Linked DNA regions of Mus musculus: region 1 is linked to region 2. The links are chromatin contacts, called in public Hi-C maps. All regions are on one chromosome and are shown on one strand. The core of a region is the stretch at or near the end of the contact, and the rest is flanking DNA. Distances in the headings are between cores, read along the strand shown. Region 1 overlaps Cdh22 (cadherin 22). Region 2 holds the start of 1700025C18Rik (RIKEN cDNA 1700025C18 gene).

Region 1 (6,716 bases), core at 848-3,347, 86 kb before region 2:
GTGCCCTGCTGGTCAGCTATCACCGGCCACGCATGGGCTGACGTAAGTTCCTGACTGAGCAAAGCTGGGATCCCACAGGTAGAGCTCAGGCAAGCACAGGCCTCACTTAGGATGGTCTAACATCCCAGTGGCAGAGCAGGGATGCCAGCTCAGTAGGGCTGACAGGACTCTGTGAAGATGAGAGAAAAGCACTTGTGGTCTGGTAGCTACGATACAAAGCTTTGAAAGTCTGACCTGACCAACCTGCTCCCCACATAGCCTTAGACCTGGATTTTTTTTTTAATCTGTCTGAGTGTTTGGCTTGTATGTGTGCACATGGACTACCTGTGTGCCTGGTGTCCATACTGTTCAAAAGAGCGCATCAGATCCCCAGAACTGGAATCCTGGATGGTTGTGAGCCACCACGTGAGTGCTAGGAATTGAACCTTGGTCCTCTACAAGAACAGCAAGTGCTCTCAACCACCTGGCTATTTCTCCAGCCCTGAACCTGCATCTTTATATACAGCCTGACCTCTTTCTTCATCTGGAAGCAGGGGCTCTGACATACCACATGCCCAGTATCTTGAGGACTAAGAAAGAGAACGCAGCCCACGATACTCAGCCTGTGGCTTGTCTTGGGTACTTCGTATTATTCCCATATAAAAGTGCAAGGTAAAAAGCATTGTTCTCTCTCTCTAGACAGAGAAACTGAGGTCAGAGAGGGCAGGTACCTCGAGTGGACAGGGGCATCTACCACACTTGGCACTTGTAGCTTCTTAAATGCTTAAAGGCCAGAGAATAACCTTGGCTGTCATACTTAGAAACTCTGTCTGCCTCTAATACAGGGTCTCTCACTGGTCTGGAACTTACTAAGGAGCCTAGGCTGGCTAACCAGTGAGCCCCAGAGATCACTTGTTTCTGCCTCCCCTGACCTGGGATCACAAGGACAGGGGACCCACCATGCCTGGCTTTTAATTTGAACGCTAGGGATCAAACTCAGGACCTCTACTGCTTGACCAAGATGGTTTTGCAGACTTGTAGTTTCTGATGCCCTAAGGAGAAGAGGCTAGCCCGTGGCTGAGGGTCCAGACTTGGCAAGCTTAGACAAAAGCCTGGACCTGCCTGAGGTCCCCAGGGAGGCCCCAAAGGACACAGATATAGGACTCAAACATCTACTTAAAGCTACATGGGGCGATGGCTCAGATGATCAGTGGCCCACCCAGCAGCTGAGTTCTCTGCAAAGGACATCTAGATGCTCAGGAAAGCTGAGGCACTCATTGGCTTTTTACATCTTTGCCTGGCCAGCCTTTGGGGGTCTCACCAGCGAGTGAGCCCCATCACGTGACCTTGAACCACAATGTGTTGTCAGTAAGGGCTCCTAGTAAGTCCTTTCATTGTAAGAAGGGGGAAACTGAGGCCCGGGTGTGGAGAAGCATGTGCCAAGACCAAATGACAACACAGATAGATAATCAGGTCACCAGGTCACTGACAACACTTCAAGTCTAGACTTCATGCTAAGCTTCTGTTGTGAGCCGGCACGATGCTGATCCACCCTCTGGAAAGGTCTCCACCCCTGTTGTGGATTGCCAGCCTCCTCCATCCCCCTTAGCCTAGAGCTCAGCTTCTGTACTGCCAACCCCACCCCACCCCCCAGGGTACTGTGCAGGGAGCAAGGAGAAGGTCCCATAGCTCTGAAACACTTACCCGGAGCTTTCTCATTGAGGGAGACTGCTGTGTGGCCATCAAGCTGACTGGAGCCTGATTCAGACGCCCAGGTTCTAGTAACCCCTGCGCTCAGGCCCGGCCCTAAGACCTCTTAGCTTCTCATCCCTCAGTGGGAGGAGGTTTTCCATCTTAAGAATGTGAGCTTGGGATTGTTGTTTTTTTTAAGCCACCGGTCCCTAGCCAGCCAAACCCATGCACACCCAGTACTTGTGTGTGCACACGCTATGTGCATGCCCTCCAATTGTGTCACATCCTCTGCTCTGCCGGGAGAAAGGACTTCTCTGAGGCTCCAGTGAAATCACTGCTTCCTCGTCCCCCACCCCAGGGAGTCACTCTGAGCATCAGTCCTTCTCAGATTCTAAAGGTAGCTTAGCAACAGAGCCAGGCAGTGAACCCCGTGTGCCCAACGGTAGCCGATTTCACAGCTGCCTCCTCCATCACTCACCGCCAGACTCCTGTCAGCACCCACAGGAGCCACCAGGCCCTGCAGTTGTTAGGCTGCCCCCAGGCCCAGCGACGGCCCCCTGCACAGCCCTGCCAGTGGGCATGCCCAGCTACCTTCTCTCACCTTCTACAACACCCCCTGCCCTCCAAAGCAACATCCCAGCATTTCCATAAAATCTGGGCACTTTCACTAATCCCCTTTCTGAACTGTAATTTCCCCCGAGGCTCCTGTCAGTCGGGTGTGGATTTTGTAGGATTTTACCCTTTTTCTTTTTTTAAAGATAGAATTATGGGGTCAGCACTTATGACCAACTCCTGGGGGCGGTGAGATCTATTTTAGATATATGGCAGGATCGGAGCAGGGAGGGGAGTGGATTTAATTAAGTTGCTAATATTTAAAGAAAATTGATGAACTCTTGGTTTACGAGTTGTGCCTGCATGCACAGACCCCTTGCACTGGGGGAGGGGGGCTCTTTATTTGATTTGCTTTCTGTTTAAATCCCAGACTCGTTTTTATTTGCGTAGCGTCGCTGTCCGTTTAATTGTCTTTAATAAGGAAACCCTACCTCTGCTCGCATTTAATTTTGATTTAATTAGGAGGAAGTAATTAATGGCCCTGTAAATCCCATTTGCAGGCCCCTGGGATGAGGCACCACTGTGCTCTTGGTTTTGGTGTTTATGACTGAGGGCTAGGTTTGGGGGTGAGGCGGGGTGGGTGTTCCTCCTCAGAAACAGGCCTCGCTGGATGAAGTAGTAAGAATAGGAACACTGTGCCCAACACTGGGTTTGTAACTGCCTCTCTTGAGCTGCGTACCTTTAGGTAGGATCTATGCCTTCCTTCTTTGAGTCTCAGTTTGCCTATCTGTTTAATGGGGGACAATGGACTATACTAGGGAGTTCCCAGAGGAGGATGTAGCAGGCAGAGGTGGTGCTGCAGGCTCTGGCAATGTGTGCCTGAGCATCATATGAGTCCTGTAACCATCCTCCACTGTCCAGCTTGTGTCCGTCTGACACTGAGAAGTGAGGAAACTATTTTCTTCCCCTTGGAAATAGGTGACTCTCCGAATGGAATATGTAAGAGAAAGCAAATGGGTCCAGAAATCCCAGACGGCTGGCTGGTCGGGAACTCTAGTGACTGGTATGTGTCCCTTGTCACACATTCAGTGTATTTACTGCCAGGTCGGTGCTCGGTGCTGCTGTAGACATGAGGATGAGCCGTGTGCTGTCCCTGGAAGGAGATTTTGGTCTCGAACTCTGTGTGCATTGCACACACTGAAGCCTGCATGCTCGCCACAAACGTGCACACTCAGCTCTCCTGCGCCCCAGCATTCTCCCTGCAGGCACCATTCATATCTTAGTGCACCGCCCGAGGAGCTCAGACCCAGCAAAGCAACCTCTCTATTGCCCCCAACCCCACAGTGCCAGGCACACCTAAGTACAACACTAAAAGGCTCAGGGGAGTGTGGCATGCAGAGGGGCACATCTGAGAGGGCTTCCTGGAGGAGGAATAAAGTGGAACTTTGAACTGAGAAGGCACTAGAGATGACCTGTAAGCCTCCGATGAGTGAAGACATCTGTGATTGATCCGTGTGTCAGGAGGTGGGGAGGGTGAGTTAGATAACCCCTCCCCCCATCCTTCCTGAGTCCAGAGACAGGAAAGGAATGCTGATTCACAGTAAGAACCTACTGTGTGCTGTGAGGTCACATATATTAGCTTATGAACCTGAGAGATGTGTTGGTAGCAACAGCAGTCCCATCTACAGATGTGAAAACTGAGGCTGTGAGAAGCGCCGCCACTCACCAGGCAGGGACAAAGCTGGAGCTGGCAGTGTGGTTGCTCCTGACTTCACACCCATCACATTCCTGATGTGTGATTTGGAGTCTTTTTCCTAATGATAGAGCTAAGACTCAGGGAGAAGTGCAGGGCAAAGACTGGTGTCAGAGACCCACCTGGTGACTCCTCTCCCTGCTTCTCATCCTCCACTGGGGGCATTGTGAGCTGACCAGTCATCTCCTTGAGGCTGCAGGAGGATAGACCAGCACTCAGGAGTCCAGTGGACGCAGGCTCCCCTTGGTCCTTTCCCGTGGAGCATGCAAAGGTATATGCAGACTGTGTGCTGAGCGTCACAGCAGGAGAAATGCAGTAGGTGTTCAGTAAATGAGAGGCCATCCATCCTCCAGCTGCCATGCTCTGCTGGGGATCTTGGACTGTCTTCTAGGACTGAGCCAGGATGTAGCCCAGCCCAGCGCCCATATCTCTGAGCTCTTAGCTCTTCCCTCTCTGGGCTGATTGGTAGTCTGACCCTGTAGTTCCTTGTGAACAGCTACTGGACCGCATGGAGGGCTATGTCACACTTCATAGAACATCAATGGCATCAATGTTGGGTTCCTCTCACTTTTCCCCACCCCTCATTGAGAGCGGGAAGGAGGTCTGTGGGGAGATATCAGGATTCTGTAATACCAGCACTAGGGTGGGAGAGATGGGGAAGCAGAAGGATCATGAGTTCAGGGTCGTCCTTAGGTACCTAGTGAGTCTGAGGCTAACCTGGACTACCTGAGACCCCCTGTCTCAAAAAAGAAGGAGGAGGACGAGGAGAAAAAAGAGGAGGAAGAGGAGGAGGAGGAGGAGGAGGAGAAGGAGGAAGAAAAGGAAGAGGAGGAAGAAGAGGAAGAGAAGGAAGAGGGGAAGAAGGAGAGAAGGAGAAGAAGGAGGAGGAGGAGAGAGAAGAGGAGGAGGAGGAGGAGAAGGGGAGGAGGAGGAAGAGGAGGAGAAAGAGGAGGAGGAGGAAGGGGAGGAGGAGGAGAAGAAGAACAAGAACAAGAAGAAGAACAAGAAGAAGAAGTACAAGAAGAACAAGAAGAAGAGGAGAAGAAGAAGAAGAAGAAGAAGAAGAAGAAGAAGAAGAAGAAGAAGAAGAAGAAGAAGAAACGGAGAAGAAGAAGAAGAAGAAGAAGAAGAAGAAGAAGAAGAAGAAGAAGAAGAAGAAGAAGAAGAAGAAGAAGAAAAGGAGAAGAAGAAGAAGAAGAAGAAGAAGAAGAAGAAGAAGAAGAAGAAGAAGAAGAAGAAGAAGAAAAGGAGAAGAAGAAGAAGAAGAAGAAGAAGAAGAAGAAGAAGAAGAAGAAGAAGAAGAAGAAGAAAGAAGAAGGAGAAGGAAAGAAGGAGAAGGAGAAGGAGAAGAAAGAGAAGAAGGAGGAGGAGGAGAAGGAGAAGAAGAAGAAGAAGAAGGAGAAGGAGAAGGAGAAGGAGAAAAGGAGAAGAAGAGTAAATTCTTGTACATCATGGAGATCCAGGATCCAGAGATGGAAGACGTCATTGTGGCCAAAATGCTTGGGTCATTGCCAATACATGCTCATTCAATCTTCACCGTGCCTCGTAGAGAAGGCTTGACCACCTGAGATGGGGAAACAGGATTTGGAAGGGCAAAATGAACCCACCAATGGCTATAACACATGCAAGCTTAGCTTCTGTGGGCCACGTGACAGAGATCACTTCTGACCCTGTGCTCGAGTCTCCTCATCTGAGATATGCGAGAGTCATTTTACAGGCAGTGACGGACACCATTGAAGAGGACAGCTGCTCAGATTCTCCCACAATCCCATCTCTTCTACTACAGTGCTCCCAAGTGATTGCTGATCGAACAAGCAGATGTCCGGTGGAACTGGGAAGTGTTAAGAGGCACCCTAACAGAGGCCACAGCCCCCCTTCCCCACTGTACCTCCCCAGGGTGGGGTGATGGAGGCGTACAAACAAACACAGACAGGTCCCCTCATCCCAGGCGCTGCCAATGATTCAGGGCCGACGTCTGAGATAATTTTATTGGGGGCATTAAACTGAGTTATGAGGTTTTTACAATCCAGCCACTTATGAGAAATCTATTAACAGTAACTGGACAGGAAGAAGGAGCCCAGGACGGGCATTAATTGGGGCAATCTATAACAGGACGGGGACCCGGAAAGGTTCCACCAGACGCCTCCATTTACTCCCGGCAATTTCTGCTGAGAATCAGCAGAGTCGCCAAAAAGAGAGAGATGCCCATTAATCGGCTAATGAAATATGAAAATGTTTATGGGCCATTCAATCTTCCAAATGGCACTTCTATGATCCACCTTTCAGACGCAAAGTTCTACCACAGAATTTACACCTCAGCTCCTCCCGCGTGGCTGGGTGGGCTCTCCTCTTGATGAGTTCTCTGGCACCTGTTCTGGGGATGAGGGGGCTGGAGTCTGCCACAGCCAGGTCTCAAAAGTGCCTTGGGGACCATCTCCTTCGTGCCTCCTCTCCACAGAGTCTTAGAGAGGAGCAAGGGCTGCTCAGACTCGCTGGCTTCATCCAGATGAGCTTTCTTCTGCTCAGGGCTGCTTGGAGATTTGGGCATTGGAGGGTAAAGTCTCTGTTTGCAAGAGAACAGGTTCTTGCTGGTCCCTACCCCAAGAGATGCCTGAGCAGTGGAAACAGCCTGAGGTCTGGCGCCTAGCTGTACCAGGAAGAAATCCCAGTTATAAATAGTGACTGCTTAGTGTAATCATGTCTTCTGTGTATCAGATACTTAATGTGTCTCAGGCAGGGC
Region 2 (6,587 bases), core at 595-3,094:
GCCAGCCGCTGTGAGTTCCCCGATTTAATTTTCCACAAATTAGCTTAAAAGGGGGGCATGGAAATGAAGATGTTAGATTTTTTTTAAGAGCCAAGAAGGAAAATCCTTTGAGGATTATAGGGCTTGCTTCTCTATTAAAAATAAAGTCGGGGTGAGTGATATGGCTCAGCGGTAAAGGTGATTGCTGCCTAAGCCCAGGGACCTGAGTTCAAGCACCAGGACCTACTGGTAGAAAGAGAAACCAATTCATGGATGTTTTCTGACTAGCACCTATGTACACACATGCATCACACACACACACACACACACACACACACACACACACACACACGTATACATACACACACACACACACGTACCACAAACAAACACGCACACACACAAATAAAAAAAATGTCTTACCCACTCTCAACTGGGGACTCGGGAAGCTTTTGGTAGCACCCCCCCCTTTGGATGGGGGAGGTTCAGACATGGTTACCCCTTTCTAGTGTGAGACCCCATTATTTCCAGGGTCATAACTTAGCTAGAACCCCACAGTCCTGTGACACACATCTCTGCTTGTGTGTACACGTGCCCTAGGCTCAGAGAGACTGAGTGCTCTGTCTGAGGTCACACAGCTAAGAAAGAACGGAGTCTGATTCAGACACTCCCAGCTGCTGGCACCCTCTCTGCTCTCAGTCTCTTTGTTCAGCTCCAAAGTCTGACCCGGGGACCTGCAGAGTCAGGGACCAGGAGACAGGCCGGCTCCAGCCTGCACGGTGTCTTGTGGGACAAGCCAGGTCATTAGAGACTGTTAGTATTCAGAGGCCTCCCCAGCTTGGCTCCTCCAGCCTAGCATTGATCTCTGGTGCTCCACACTCCTAACCATACTCACCCAGGGACCCTGTCTCTGTTTGCCCTTCAGCCAATGCTGGCACCCAGCATATTCGTCACTGTCTCCAGGCAAAGGACAGCTTATGTTCACATCCCCCAGTGGCTGGCCTTGGGCCCTTGATCTCACCACTGTGTCATCCAAGCTACACCCCCACCTCCTCCTTCCGACCTACTGAAAGTAATACATTGTGACATCGTGGAGAATCCACAGTAATGCCCACCTTGCTCTTCTACACAGACAGTAGCCTCTTGGAGAATAGGACCAGATAATACCCTAACTCCCTCGCAGATCCTAGCAGAGATTTTTTCTCTCTCTCTCTCTCCTGGGTCATGTGTCTTTAGACAAGCGAGCCCACCTCTCTGTGCCTCCTCTGCCTATCTGCAAATGGACATGACGAAAAGCTACCTTGAGAGGATGTAGAGGGTTCCCTGGGACCAGCCATGACACTCAGAGGACAGTCAGTATCACTCTCTTTCCTCAGACCTCAGTGAGGAGGGACCCAGCTGGGGTGGAGGTTCAAGTAAAAGAAGATGAGGCTGGGCCATGGTAGCGCATGCCTTTAATCCCAGCATAGGTAAAGGCAAGCAGATGTCTGGGAATTCGAGGCCAGTCTGAGTTCAAAGAGAACCCCTGTGTTGAAAAACAGAGAGAGAGAGAGAGAGAGAGAGAGAGAGAGAGAGAGAGAGAGAGAGAACAAGATGGATGAAACTTCCTTAATAAAGAGTCCTCCTCAGAAGGGTGAATGGGAGACAGGGAGACAGGACAGGACAGCTGTGGGGGTGTATAATGGTGTCTCAGACAGTGAGTGAGCAGGAGGATATGAGGAAGTTGCCTGAAGCCATGGTTTATGTCACTGCTTTCTCTGGCTTTCACATAGCCCGGAATCACCCAAGGCATTACATGGTTGCTGAGCAGCATGTGACTGCATCACAGAGCCTCCCTGGCCTAGGGAAGGTGCCCAGAGTCACTGGATTGGTGGACAAGGACTGGCAGGAAAGGGCTGGTCAACCTGACTCCCAGGTTAGGGGCGTAAAAGCCATGTCCCCCTGCTGGGTGGGAATAGCCTTGGAGCAGCACGTGCTTGCTCTTGGGTACCTGAATCTGAGAGTGACCACACACCTGATGCTGAACCTCTATATCTTAGGGTAAGCCCTCTGACCTTCTGGTAGCCACAATGGAGGTGTTCAGGCCAAAGGGCTACGGCCTAATTGGAGGAGATTCTGCATCTGGAGTTGTTCCAAGCTCATGCCAAAGCTAACCCTGGCAAACATCTGCCCGCGGACTGTGAACTTGAAGCAAGCATTGCTATGGCCTCCAGATCCTGGATTCTTCAGATCTATACTTGGTACTGTTGAACATATGAGGCCCCTTGGTGCATGCTTCGAATCTCAGCATTCAGGAGGCTGAGGCAGGAGGATGGCAAGTTCCAGGCAAGCCTAGATTTCATACCGAGACCTAGACCCCCCCCAAGCCAACCACCAACTGTGAGCAAGTTCAAGCCTGAGAGGTCTCAGAGTACCTTGAATGTGGGGTGCTGAAAACTGAACCTTTAAATAGTGAGGCGCCTGTGGGTCTAAATGTCACTGTTACAGCAGTGTAGATGTGCACCTCATAGCCAGGGGTGGGGTCTACTTGGTGGGAACTGAGACACAACGGGCCAGGAACAAACAAAGGGACCAATGACCTGCTCAGCCTGTCCCCTTCCACCTAATCTCTCCTCCCCCTCCCATGCACCTCACCCCTAAACACATCTGCCCCTCCCACCCACCCCTCCCACTCTGGCTACCTAGCTAACCTCAGGGGAGCAGCTTAACTGAACCCCAAGTCTCAACACTTCCACATTCCTTCCCAGGGCTCAGAGAATGCAGCATGGAGCCCATCCTCCCGACCCCCCTCACAGGGCAAATCCTCCCCACATCCCCCTGCAGGGCCTGGCAAGGTAGTTCTGATCCTGGATCCCAGGGAGCTGGGGCCTTATCTCAGCCTACGGAGCAAGCACTTTGCATCTCTCCCCCCAGTATGCGGCCACAGCGCGTTCCAGCCCGCGGCTCCTCGCCATCTGCAGAGAGAAATCCAGTTAGACCTTGTATAATAAGTTCCTGACAATCTTGCTGAGGACGCTGGGTCATAAAAGTCTGCTGGTTTTATCGCCGGTAACAGACACGGAGTGAAATTAAGTTGTCTTATCAAATTTAGATAATATATATCCCTCTAGAGTAGAAGGCGCTGCATGGGGTTTCCGTGGTATGAGCCCAGGAGGGGACAGGCAGCCAAGCAGTTCCTGGGCACATGGTAGGGGGTGGGGCATCCCAGAGAACCCCACAACCTGATTGGCAGAACAGCAGGGTGACTGGCATCCTAGAGATCAAGGACATCCAGATCCGGACGGTATCCCCCTGCTTATTGAAGATACTCAGCTACATTCATGTGGAGGGCCTCAGTTTCCCTCTCTGTAAAGTGGACATGGCAATAGTTCCTGCTGTTGGGAGATTTAAATGAGATGCTATTTGCATGGGCAAACACACATGTATACATACAAATAGAGCAATAGAGTTCACAAACATACATGTATAAACACAGATGCATACACATTCATGTAACACATGCAGAAACAGATTCACACACCTATATGCACATAGGATCACACAAAGTAATTCATGCAAGCATGTACATATACAGACATACCCATGTACATAAGTAAATGGACACATGTATAACACACACAAAAGGGCACATAAACATGCAGACATGTGTTCACAGGAACACATGGAAATGCGGCACTCATTTACATGTGCACATACACTTGCTCACATATAAAATGCATGCATCTAAACATGCTCATATATGTACACATATGCATACACACATGTACTCACACACAAGCACATGTATTCTCATACTACTGCACCCACAAGGACACTTGCACAAGTATGCATGGTCAGACGTATGCATACATGCATACATATGCATGCATCCCACTTGTAATATATGCCCATGTACATACATGTACACATTTGCATATCCCCATGAACATATGTCTACATTTACACATGCATGTATACATGTATACTCATAAACACATACATGCACATGCCTTATGCACACAAGATGTGCCACATGCATGGGAACAGATCTATGTAATTGTACCTGCATATATCTAGTCATATATACATGGACATATGTGCATCTACCCATACACATACATACAGAGCTATGCATACATGAGCACACGTGTGCACATATGCACACACATACACTTGTGTACACATCTAGTCATATACATACATACATACATACATACAAGTACACACATGTGCATGCACCTTCACACACATTCACACCCACCAGCACTCACAAATACTTGTGTGTATACATGTTGAAATATGCACACATGCACACACTTAATTCACAAATATCTACACATGCACACCCACACACTAAAAGCACACATGCAAGTGTGCATACACATGCATTCACACAGTGCACATATCCATACTCACAAACATGCATACCCACAGACTCGCATCCACATTTATACTTCCATGTGCACCTGTACACTTGTAAACACACGCACACACATTCCCCATGCACTCACACTTATGCACCCATGCCCTATGTACACATACCCACAAACATATCTAGGTACTCACTCCTACCTACATTCTGATACACACACACACACGTACACATTTCCAGTTGTACACACACATGATTGCACACTGTACACACACTCTCATACCCATGTGCCCTACTCACAGTCATATGCACACCCACATAGATGTGCAAATATGTACACACTCATACAGCACACCTACACCTCACATACATTCATACATTCGGTGCACATATTCACACAGGTTCTCATTCACACTCATGCATGTTCATGTACAAACATATGTGCACACATGTGCATGCACCCACTAGCACTAACCTTCACTGATGATTGCTCTGCGTCAGGCCTAAGTTACATGTACTAACACATTTACTGTTATGACAGCCCTGGAACACTGTTACCATTACTAACTCCCAATCACAGAGAGGTTAGTCACAGAGGTCACTAACCTCAAAGTCACACAGGAAAGACATGGTACAGTCAGGACTTAGACATTGCTGGTGTGAATCCAGACTGTGACTCTTGTCTCCCATGTTCTCACAAAAATTTTCTGGAATGAGGAAAGGCGGGCACAAAGGGAAGGGCTGACCCAGGCTCAGTACCTAGCATCCAGGGGGAACCAGGGCCATGAAGGGCAGAAAGCATGGATTACAATCCTCCCTGCCCCTCCCCCACCCCCTGAATTACACAGGGCTCAGCAGACACTAGGTGCTCAATAAATGTTGTTAACCCAATGCTTCCTCATAGTTCTCCTTCCCGTTATCACAAGAGCCCTGGAGACTCAGGCATTGGCCACATCTCCTCTGTTGAGTTGCTATCTGGGACATACCATAAACCCGTGAGTGTGGTTCACCCAACTAATGCCCTATTGTACAAAGAGAAGCAAAGCCCCCATTTCTTGTACCAGAGACCCCAGGCTGGCAAATAGAATTCACACTCAGAGCAAGTCCCTTTGTGCCACACACAACCCGAACCACTGTCCACAGAGATCCTACCTGGACTTCCCAGAGCCCAGCAAGGAGCCTGAAGGTGCAACAGGCATCGTGAGTGTTTGTTGAATGACTGTTTGTCTGGCTTTGCCTATCTCCTACCCTATTTCACTCACAGCCAGTCTGAGTCCCTAGAGAGCGATCGGTGGGAGAGCCACCAGCTGGGTATAATGCAGCCATGTTGCTGATGGGGAAGTTTTCAGACATAAAAGGGACAGACGGGGTCAGGCGTAATTGGTAAATATTTGTCTATCTAATCAGAGGGTTTTTTAATTAGCAATTTCATCCTTGCAACTGGGTTTTTTTTTCCCTTTCCATGGGAAGTCAGTTAAATATACCAGATGGAGGAGAACATGGGGGTTTCCTTGTCTCCCACCATCTGTCCCATCCCACCACCACCCCAGCTGCAACCCCACCTCATTGCTGAAGCAGCCTGCTAGTTGTCATAGGAGGGCAGATTTAGAAAACTGAAAACCAGAGAAGAGAGAGTCCCTGGTCCCCTAGGAGAGATTCCCAATCTCCCTGCCTGCCTCTCATCTGGGACGATCTTGTCCACACACCCCACGGCCTGTGACTCGAAAGCTCTATGCTCTTTCTCAGCAGCGTGCCCTTCTTCCTGTCTACTGGCAAAGAACAGTGTGTGAGATTTGCAGCTTTTGCCTCCTTAGCTGGCCCTGCAGATCTGCTGGAAATGTCCTGTGTCCTATCTGGTTGAGTGGCTTCAGCAAACCTTTGTACATTCATCCTTTAAACACAAAGAGCATCAACTAATGGAGCCTGCACTAGGCCCAGGGGCATGGGGATGAAGCCACCAGACCTGACTTTAAATAACTCAGTTAAAAGGAAGAGACAGACAGGTAAATCCATGCATTCGATAAGTGTTTATCGAGCGTCTACATGAGCCAGGCACTGCTCTGGCTGATGCGAAGGCACGGGTGAACTGCACAAAGACCATATCACTTCTGCTATCGGAGGAAAGCAAGAAGCAGATGTAAGACAGGGTGATCAGTGACTGGAGAACAGATGACCATGGTGTAATAAGAAAAGCCCAGTGCAGGAAGCACCTGGAGTCCTTTTCCAGCTTCCCAGGGTCCTGGACACCTGGACACAG

What was found. Hi-C and Micro-C count contacts between places; a contact is called where the count stands out from the background.
Region 1: a Hi-C map of the N1E-115 cell line shows a contact between it and region 2, with 3 times the contacts expected there. The contact joins the enhancer-like site here to the promoter of 1700025C18Rik in region 2. A contact is called at or near these places in 15 of 39 promoter capture datasets (the 3T3-L1 cell line, 3T3-L1-derived adipocytes, HPC-7-derived erythroid cells and 8 more), 18 of 484 Hi-C or Micro-C datasets (the N1E-115 cell line, embryonic stem cells, immediate neuronal precursor and 4 more), 1 of 115 datasets of contacts at active chromatin or transcription factors (epiblast stem cells) and 3 of 9 other capture datasets (adipose tissue, embryonic stem cells and liver).

Annotation. Positions count from the first base shown.
Region 1 is chr2:165,172,527-165,179,242 of GRCm38.p6, reverse strand. All of the region lies in intron 2 of Cdh22 (cadherin 22), which reads left to right. Among named protein-coding and RNA genes, the nearest start is that of Gm36803, 34 kb to the left of the region's middle. Within about 2 kb of position 2,097, at least 8 of the 459 cell types and tissues checked have an H3K27ac peak or open chromatin away from gene starts, as enhancers often do. A contact at or near this core is called in the N1E-115 cell line, where this site is marked.
Region 2 is chr2:165,086,007-165,092,593 of GRCm38.p6, reverse strand. It overlaps 1700025C18Rik (RIKEN cDNA 1700025C18 gene), which reads left to right and starts at 1,844. Exons shown (of 3, transcript NR_033448.1): 1 at 1,844-1,894; 2 at 2,019-2,304.